2 separate regions of the Hordeum vulgare genome follow, and region 2 is linked to region 1. Evidence: chromatin contacts called from public Hi-C data. All regions are on one chromosome and are shown on one strand. The core of a region is the stretch at or near the end of the contact, and the rest is flanking DNA. Distances in the headings are between cores, read along the strand shown. Region 1 has its middle 33 kb from the start of LOC123408458. Region 2 overlaps LOC123412898.

Region 1 (5,122 bases), core at 1,009-3,508:
ACAAAAAGAACACGACGACGAAGCTACGGCTACGCTCACGATCTGGGACAGGGAAGAAGGGGGAAAGGATCTACCTCACCTACTGGACGAGGTGGTCGCGTCGGCCGGAGAGGATGTAGAGGAAGAAGCTGCTCGGGGAAGAACGTCGGGGAGGAAGGCCGCCGTCGTGGAGGTAGAGGTAGCAGTGCCGATCTTGTCGTCCTAGCCGCGGGAATGGGCTCCTGGAAGGTCCCGCGTGCTCGCCGAGGTACTGGAGAGGCTGCAGGTGTACGGGCGCGACGACGAGGACCTCCTCAGCTTGTAGCCATGGCGGATGTGCTCGATCCCCTTACATGAAGCCGTCGATGGAGAGGGAGAAGGAGATGGGAAGGGGGTGGCGGCGCAAGAGGAGGAACCGTAGGCTGCACGGACGCCAAGGGGCCTTATATGGAGGAGGGGGAGGCGAGGGACGTGTGCCTCGACGTCCGTGACGGCGTTGCTGCCGTCTCTCTGTCTAAAGAAGCCTCACGGAGGAGGAGGACAGGGAAACGACGTCTACAGGGAAAAGGAGGGAGCTGGGCCTGCTAGCGGGAGGAGGCCCACTAGTTGGCGCGAGTTAAAAGAAAATAATCCCCTGGGGCTTTGCTAATTAAAAAATAACCAGAGAAAGAAAATAAAGCAAAGGCAAATCTGTTGAGACTAAAAATAAAACAAAAATGCCCCTCGTCATAAGGAATTATGACCTATTTAAATAAAATGGAAAAGAAATATTTGGAGCAATTAAATATTTACAAAACAGAATTAATTGAATCTGTTTTGTGAATATTTGCACCTTTAAAACATATTTTTAAAACAACAAATTCACATCCTCACAATCAGCACAATACATACCAAAACATGGGCTTTTTTTTGAAATGGAGAAGGAGCAAAAGAATCTTGGCTTGAGATAAATAGAGAAAGGGAGTTGTTTTTGAAACCCATGCAAACCACATAGTACTCCTACTCTCAAATGCACTCACATCATTTCACATAACACCATCACATCATCACATATTCATCACACCACATACACACATGAATTCACAAAGGCACAAACACAAGACATGGATGAATGGGATGCATGCATGCAAAGGGAAAACAAAACAAGGTGACACATGAAATAACACATGCATGGCTCTCATTGCAATGACAAGGTGGACCCACATAAAGAAGGTTCCAATAAAGGCAAGTTACACTCTTGGGGCATTACACTTGTGGCATCATTGGCCCCTCGACCCCCCTCGACTACAAGACCCGCCAGGCTTACCTTGACCTGTTCAAGATCCCTCTCACGGCTCCGGTGATCAAGGCCATGGAAGCCCTCGTCAAGCAAGTGAAGCATTTCGGTGATCAGAAGAAGAAGATAGAAAAGAAGGCTGGACAGGAGCGCAACAAGGTGATTGATGTGGAGTGAGATTGCAACCATGGGATGGAGTTGCAAGGGCCCGAGAGTTTCTTGCTGCTTTAGTGTATCCTTAGTTTGGCCTCGAGTGGGGAGGCCGTTCGCGTCTGTAGTTTGTCTCAGTTTCCCTTCGTTCAGAGTTGTAAGTCGTCGCGCCTTCAGTGCGAGCTTCTCTACTAAATCGCTACAATGCCGAGCACTCAGAGTCTCCTAAATCATGCACAAGAACATTAACATTGTCTGTTGGAACGTCTGAGGACTCAACAGCCCTGTGCATCGAAATTCCGTTCGCGACCTCATCCGCGACTCCCACGCATGCATCGTTTGTCTCCAAGAGACAAAGCTTCACCTCATCGATGACATTTTTGTCACAACCACCCTCGGGCCTTAATTCGTCAGCAACTTCGCGGTCCTTCCGGCCATTGGAACACGCGTAGGGATGCTCATGGCGGCCTCCGACTCTTTCTTCACCCTGACCAACGTCCAAGTCACCGCCAACACGTTGTCGGCTACGATCACCTTGCGTGCGGACGGTACTTCATGGACCCTCACGTGTGTATACGGTCCTCAAAGTGAGGCTGACAAGACGACTTTCATCGAGGAATTAAAATCCCTGCAACCCCTTGTTCGTCAACAATTGCTTCTACTTGGCGATTTCAACCTCATCACTAAAGCGTCAGATAAAAGCAACCTCAAAATCAACCGCCGCCTGATGGGGAAATTCCGCAAAGCCCTCGACCACCTTCAGCTAAAAGAGCTTAAGCTTAATGGGTGTCGCTTCACCTGGACAAATGAGCAACAACAACCGGTGTTAACCAAGATTGACCATCTATTCTGTATTGACGACTGGGACGTGCTGTTCCCGGGTGCGCACCTCTAGGCCATCCCCATGCTCTGCTCTGACTATGTCCCCCTACTCCTTCAGGGATGTCCTCTCTCACATTACAAGCCTTCCTTCAAGTTTGAGGAATTCTGGCTCAAGTTCGACGACTTCAATGATAAAGTTGCTGAGGTTTGGCAAAAGCAAGTCCACGCGCCCAACCCCATCCACCGGGTCCACATCAAGCTCTGCCGGCTCGCCAGGGCGCTCAAGACCTGGCAACGACAACAGGTGGGCGACATCGAGCTGCAGATCTCAATCTCTAAGGAAATCATCTCGCAACTCAACTTAGCTGAACAATCCTGGATGCTTTCTTCGGAGGAGCGATCTATGTGGCGTAATGTTAAAAGAAGCTATCTATGCCTCCTCGCGATTCAGAAAATCAAGATGCGCTAGCGCTCCAGGCTATCAAACATCCGAGCAGCTGATGCAAACACTAAGCTTTTCCACATCAGAGCAAATAGCCACAGGAGGACGAACTTCATCCAGTCTCTGCAGACCGCAAACGGAATCGCCATCTCACAAGAGGACAAGGAGCGGGTGATCCACTCCCATTTTGCCGAACGCTTGGGAACAACGCACCCTCGCTCGGTGTAGCTCAACTGGGAAGCCCTCGGTTATCAAACGTCGCGGCCTCTCTGACCTGGGCTTGGGCTTCGACGCCGACAAAATCAAGAAGGTTGTGTTCTCCCTTCCATCTGGCAGGGCGCCCGCCCCAATGGCTTCATCGGTGCTTTCTACAAATCCTGCTGGGACATCATCAAGGACGACATCGTCGCTGCCTTAATCCACCTCGCGAACCTTCGGGGCGGCGGTGCTAGATTGATAAACACCGCCAACATCATCCTTATTCCAAAGAAAACGGACGCCTCTTGCATTTCCGACTACAGGCCAATTAGTGTGATCCACAGCCTCACCAAGATCTTCTCCGAGCTTCTCGCGAACAAACTCGCCCCCATCCTTGATGAAATCATCTCCAGAAGGCAGAACGCCTTCATTAAGAAGAGATGCATCCACAACAACTTTCTTCTTGTGCAGAACACCCTCAAAGAGCTTCACCAATCCAAGACCCCAAGCCTTTTCCTCAAATTAGACATATCAAAGGCCTTCGATTCGGTCAACTTGGCTTTCCTTCTCTAAACTTTGGACCACATGGGATTTGGCCAACGATGGAGGAACTGGATATGCATGTCTCTAAGCTCCTCGACTTGTAGCGTCCTTCTCAATGGCTACACGGGCCCTGCTTTCTCTCACATGTGTGGCCTTAGGCAGGGAGACCCCCTTTCGCTTCTGCTGTTCATCATGGCCATCGACCCCCTGTTCCACCTGATCCGAGTTGCTGCTGACAGGGGCATGCTCCTGCCGGTCCGGGCACGCGCGGCGCGATGCCGAATGTCACGCTACGCCGATGACGCTGGCATCTTCGCCAACCCAACAAGGACGAGCTCTGTTCGATAAATTCCATCCTTGTCTGTTTTGGAAATGCTTCTGGGCTGATCACCAACGTCTCAAAGACCGAGATCTTCCCTATCCACTGCAAGGACATTGACCTGCAGGACCTCCTCACCGTGTTCCCGGCTAAAATTGCCTCCTTCCCAGGAAAATACTTGGGTCTTCCTCTTCACTTTCCCCGGCTACGTAAAGTCCACCTTCAGCCGTTAATCAACAAGGTCCATGGCAGGCTCCCTGGATGGAAGGGAAAGAAGATCGCCGGAGCGGGTAGGGTGGCTTTGGCAAAGTCATTGCTAACCTCGGTCGCCACTTTCCACATGACGATAATCCCTTTACCAAAACAGGTCAGCGCCAAGGTAGATAAGATCACCCGCAATTTCATCTGGGTTAGCGATGATAGCAACACTACAAGTGGTGGGCAGTCACTAGTAAACTGGAAGACGGCCTGCCGCCCCAAAAACCTTGGGGGTTGGGCATCAAGGACCTGGAGCGATTTGGAAGAGCGCTCAGACTGCAGTGGATTTGGCTCCAATGGACTGACCTTGATCGGCCTTGGGTCGGATCACCTTTGCCCTGTGATGCCTTACACTACGCCCTACTTGGAGCTTCCATGATAATCACCATTGGAGACGGGCAGAAGGCCTCGTTCTAGCATGATAACTGGTCGGGAAAGGGGGCACTAAGCCAAAGGTACCCTAGTTGTTTCTCCATCGCTACAAGAAAGAGCAGATATGTGCATGATGAGATCCGAAATGAGACCTGGATCCGGGCATGGCCCTTACGATTACCTCCACCACGCTCGACCCCCACTCCCAGGATGCCATCTCGTGGAATTGGAGCCCAAATGGCGTTTACTCGGCAAGCTCGGCCTACCGGGCACAATTCCTTGGCTCGTACCAAAGATTCTCGACTGACAAAATATGGAGGGCGCACCCAGAACCTAAATGCAAGCTTTTCTCCTGGCTGGTCCTTCATAACAAAATTCTCACGACGGACCGTGTGGCCATGCGCGGATGGCCGCGTGACCCCATCTGCCAGCTCTGCCTATGCGTCTTTGAAATCGTGGAGCACCTATGCAAGACTTGTCTGTTCACGACTGCGGTCCGATGCCGGGTTCTCAATTGGGTGGAAGAGTCGTTGGCTTTCACCGCGGCGTTTGCTTCCCCTTCGATAGATTCTTGGTGGGATGATAGCCTCAGAGGCGTTGTCAACGGCTCGAGAAGGCAACACAACGGCTTCCTCATCTATATTATGTGGACTGCCTAGAAGGAGAGGAACCGACGCATCTTCGAAGGCACAAGATTAACTTACGTTGAGGTGGCTCAACTCACACTCGAGGAGATTAGGCAGCGTGACTTGGCATTTCAGCC
Region 2 (4,754 bases), core at 185-2,684, 370 kb after region 1:
AAGGTATGACTACTGTCTCATGCGTCTCAACATGCAACATATGAGTTTCCTCACCATGCACTCACAAGCATGATTTTATCTTCACATAAAATATCATCAGCTTGTAACATAACAATCAAGTATTCCAAAGCAAGCAAACCACACAAAAACCAATGTATATCCAAGTTCAGAATGCTTGCCTCCAAAACTTTTGAAAGTTTTTGCTCCTCTCTCCAAATCCTATTTTGAAATTATTCTAATAGCACACAATTTAAAAATAGTACAAAAAGTTGTCTTAGAAATTTTTCAAATAAATACTAAACTAAACTAGATACAATTTGAAAGAGGTGAGAAAAATAATCAGTTCTTTTGGAATTTTATTTTAGAAACTAGGGTTAGTCAAAATCTGGTCAAAGCTCTGTTTTAAAACAAATCAAAAAATAAAAAAACGGTTCAGCACAAATACGCTTATGCGAGAAGGTAAACGTATCTGCCCGAATGCGCTTCCACTTAAGTGGGCGGTGGCGCTGTTCTTTCGCTGACGAGGGACGCCCGCTGACACGTTTGATTAGAGTCAAACCTGTCGTCTCCCTCCTCGTGCGCCCGTACGGAGGCTGGCTCCGGCGATGCGTGCCGGCGAATGGGGCCACCATTCGGGCATCCTAGGGCATCAACGCGTTCAGGGTCTCATGGTGGCTCGGGGGAGGGGCGGCATGGCCTCCAGGAGGCTCGGGAGCTCCGGCGACTACGAGACCAGGGGACGGCGATGCGGGCCAGCAAGGGGCCTCGCCCATAGTCCTTCTTTTGCTACGAAGAGAGGGGGAAAAGATCGCCAGGTCTGCGCAGTTCCAATCCAGAAGAAAGCGGCACCAGAGAGGCTCGACTGGCCGCGAATTTTGGTCGGAGGGGCGGCGGCCGAAACTTGCCGGAGACGGGGAAGACGGTGACTACCGGCTAAATTGGAGCTAGGGGAGAGTGGCTATGGCTTCATGGGAGCTTGAGAGCTACGCTTCGGTTTCGGGGCTCTATACATAGTCGTGGAGTGTCGGTGCCCGCGGCGGCCACGGATAACTCCGGCGACAGTGGCGAGGGGCGAGGTGGCGATGGCAGTAGGGGTCCGTGGACAAAATGTACGAACACAACATTCGTACCGGGGGATAGCTAGCGGGCTGGGGATGCTCGGGCGGCGCTGCCATGGGAGGGGCCAACTGTGGCCGACGGCAAGCCACCAAAGGCGCACGGACGGCTGCACTGTAGGGTTCCAGGCTGTCGCGTGACTCTGGCGAGCTGGAGGGGTCGTGGTGCGGCTTCTCAAGCGAGCAAAGGCCATGGGGCGGGGTTAGGTGGGATGCGGCAGCTCGGTTGCGCTGGCTGCAGAAGCCGCGCTTTGGAGCACCCTCTTGGCATGCCCCTGAGGTGCTCAACACAATGCCAGAGCATGCCAGGGCCTTTGGGTGCAGCTACAAACCTCCAGATCCACTGTTAGGGGTGGTATGGGGATAATGGACATGCTGGTTTTGTCCTAGGGGCAACTTCCGAGAACAATCTAAAATGGATGCCAAAACTGGGCATGGACACCAGGTGTTTGACAAAATGACCATGGTCTCTAGCAAGTCTTGCTAGCCACCAGTGTTTCCAGGTTGAGGTGTCTTTGGATGCTAACAAAGATGGCATAGTTAGATTGGGCAAAACAAAAACTTCCTATTGCAAAATTTGCAAAAGTGCAATCCTGGGCAGAAACAAAGTGATGCTATAACATGAACTCAAACAATTTAGATGGGGCTGAAATCCAGGACTTAAGGGTTTTGGAGGGTCCTCTGCAAACAGTAAAATTTTCAAAAGCTTTGGGCAAGAAAATAATAGTGTTACAGTGCCAACTGCAAAACTGATCCAGAATAGAAAATAGTATGTGGTGCTCAAAATTTTCAAAAGACAAAACTGGGTTTTTGAATAAAAGTGATTTATATTAACTCCTTGAGAACTCCAAATTTTTGTAGAATTTTTGAGAGAGTAAATCTAAGGGTTGTAGTTCAAAACACCAAACTGGACGAGAACACAAAATAAGATAATGTGCTCAAATAATTCAAAACACTTGTCAAAGTTTTTCCATAAAATTGATCCACGAACATAATAGGTCATCTCCAAGTTTTTGTGGAATTTTTAAAAGAAGTTATCAAATGGTTGCAGTTCAAATCAGGCTCTTAAAAGAATTAAGAAGTCATTTTTTAATAATGAAACTTGAGAGATTATTTATAAGAAGGCCTTTATTGAATTTACCAATTGAAGGGAAGAATGTTGACGCAAGGACTCAAAGCAAACCAGGCTTTTCAAAAAGTACAATTTAGGGGAGAAATTTTGATAATCCAGAGAAAAGAAGTGGACCTGAAATCAACAGAAAACCCAAAAATAAAATTTTAATTGATCATAGCCAAATTTTAATAAATAAAATCCTGATTAAATTTTTGGGGTGTTACATGGGATTTTGTAAAACAACAGCTTTGCTCACATGTAATGGTGTATTTATTCTGCGCTTCTTGTGTTTACAAACAGCATATCAAAATATTGCTGGCAGCTTAATGTTCAAAGCAGTGATTCTACTCATCAGGAAACCACTTTAATGATCTATTCCACTTCGTTATTTTGTACTCACTCTGTTCCTAAATATAAGTCTTTTTAGAGATTTCACTAGGGGACTACATACGGAGCAAAATGAGTGAATCTACAATCTAAAGTATGTCTGTATACATCCGTATGTAGTCTTTTAGTGAAACCTCTAAAAAGACTTATATTTAGGAATGGAGGGAGTATGATACAAAACCTTACTGCAAAGGCTTATGACGCTTCTAGCTTCTGTTTCGGCAAATGAAATCAGTGTTTTTATTGCCGCCTCAAAGTGTTTCAGCTTTTATATTTGCATATCGGGAGCTGAACTGGAAGATATGGCAGTTTCCTAGCCTAACAAGTCCTGCTTGTCATCTAATATCCTACTTGCTTCCCCAATTGCAAGGATTAGCTTAAGTTGCTTTTCTTGTTGTTCCTGCAAGATATATTACCGGGAGACTTCAGCAAAAGGTGCAAAACATATCTAATTCCATACAGGGGAATGCATTCACTGGAAAATGAACCAAAACACGGGAGAAAACATTACAGTTCTACAGAGTTAGTGCCACATGGGATGACTGGTACCGGTCCTAAGACCCAATGAACTTCATTGGCACCAGTCTTAAGATCGATAAGCATGACAAAGTTCGGGGTACATCTCCGAGGAGCGAGGATTGGCTGGCCATGGTGCCGGCGATGAGAGAAGGTTGGGGATGAGGATTGGATTTTTACTATTTTATTTTGTTCAACAGATAATCTGTATGACGACGATAGCTATGGTTATCCCTCAGATAGTTGTATGGGCAGGGATATGGACGCCACTTGTTGTTTTAGCCTTCTTAAGGCATTTATTAAACCTTACCTGTCTAAGATCTCTTGGAATTGTAGCTCCTAGGTACTCCCCATTCTGACTCAATACACGGATCATTCTTGCAAGCTTCTTTCTCCTGACTTGCCAGCAAACTATGTGTAATTCAGATCCTACGCTTTGCTGCCTGATGAACCTTCCTCGTCCATTGATCTGCCCTGATCTCGAAACATCCCGATGGTTGGCGCCAGCTATCGAGGTATTTTACGTCAATACTAACAGTAGTACTACAGAGAGTACGTGGAATTTGTAGTTGAGGGGACATCACGTCAGGAAACCAAGGGGTCTTGGACAAAGAACACAGAGACACAATATATACCCAGGTTCAGGCCTCCAAGATGGATAAAATCCGTATTTGCTGCTTGCTTCTCCTTTATATATGAAAATCGTGGTGTGGGCTAAACTAGGCGAAAGGAGCGGATCACCTAATACAGTACCCCTTGTATAGCTCTAGTTATGGAAGACTCCATGTCAGTGCGTGACGGCGTACAGGGATAGGAGTCAGACGTGGTGTTTATTTACAACACGTATCACTCTATCATACAGTGTTTTCCTTATCCTTAGTGTAGTCTGACCGAAAATCTCCGTTTCTACTTGGGTCGATGTGCTGTCCTTGCGCCTTGGGGGACATTGGAGTGTGATGAGGGTTAGGCCGTGGATAATTTGACTTATCATCGACCAAGAGTGATAGTAATAATAAACCATGTTGAAATGAGTATGGAATTGTCTAAAAAGCAAGTGTGCATACTTCTCTGTAAAAGGTTGGTAAGAGATGTCACCTGCATCGCATATAGAACCTTTTGTATCGAACTAATTTCTTTCTCAAGAAGATCTTCTTGCGCTGCTAGTATTCGAGTGGCTTCTGAATTCTTTTCGGCTAATGCTGCTGTCTGCAAGAACATAAAAAATTAAGTAATTTGCTGTCTGCAGGAACATAGAACACTAAGTAATGAAGCCAAATATATGCAGAAAAAAATCAAGCACGTGCCAGGAAAAATCAAGATAAATTGAAAATTATCCACCCTCCAAATCTTACCAGGACTGGAGGGAGGTAGGATTCCTTGAACTGATCTCTGGTCACATGTAGTGGACTAGGTATTTTTACTAATGTGTTAAAGGTAGCCATGCTTATGTTTAGCACCTTTCTGAACATGTTGATACATATATGTGACTGTAGGCAGTACATCACTATCTCAGTAAGAGCAGTATTATGTCGTAACAACATTCTTAACACCACATTATGACAATCGACAAGCTAAAGAAGTAAGAATGTTGCCAATGGTATGCTCAGCTGTTGCTAGATGCA

Evidence for each region. A called contact is a pair of places that touch in the nucleus more often than the background predicts.
Region 2: a contact with region 1 is called in a Hi-C map of leaf, with 6 times the contacts expected there. The contact joins two enhancer-like sites. A contact is called at or near these places in 1 of 6 Hi-C or Micro-C datasets (leaf) and 1 of 1 datasets of contacts at active chromatin or transcription factors (embryo).

What each region holds. Positions count from the first base shown.
Region 1 is chr7H:267,257,608-267,262,729 of MorexV3_pseudomolecules_assembly, forward strand. No RefSeq gene overlaps it. Among protein-coding and RNA genes, the nearest start is that of LOC123408458, 33 kb to the left of the region's middle. Within about 2 kb of position 2,259, at least 2 of the 3 cell types and tissues checked have open chromatin away from gene starts, as enhancers often do. A contact at or near this core is called in leaf, where this site is marked.
Region 2 is chr7H:267,624,212-267,628,965 of MorexV3_pseudomolecules_assembly, forward strand. It overlaps LOC123412898, which reads right to left. Exons shown (of 4, transcript XM_045105858.1): 3 at 4,228-4,338; 4 at 2,833-3,016. The coding sequence ends at 2,930. Among protein-coding and RNA genes, the nearest start is that of LOC123412898, 3.6 kb to the right of the region's middle. Within about 2 kb of position 1,435, at least 3 of the 3 cell types and tissues checked have open chromatin away from gene starts, as enhancers often do. A contact at or near this core is called in leaf, where this site is marked.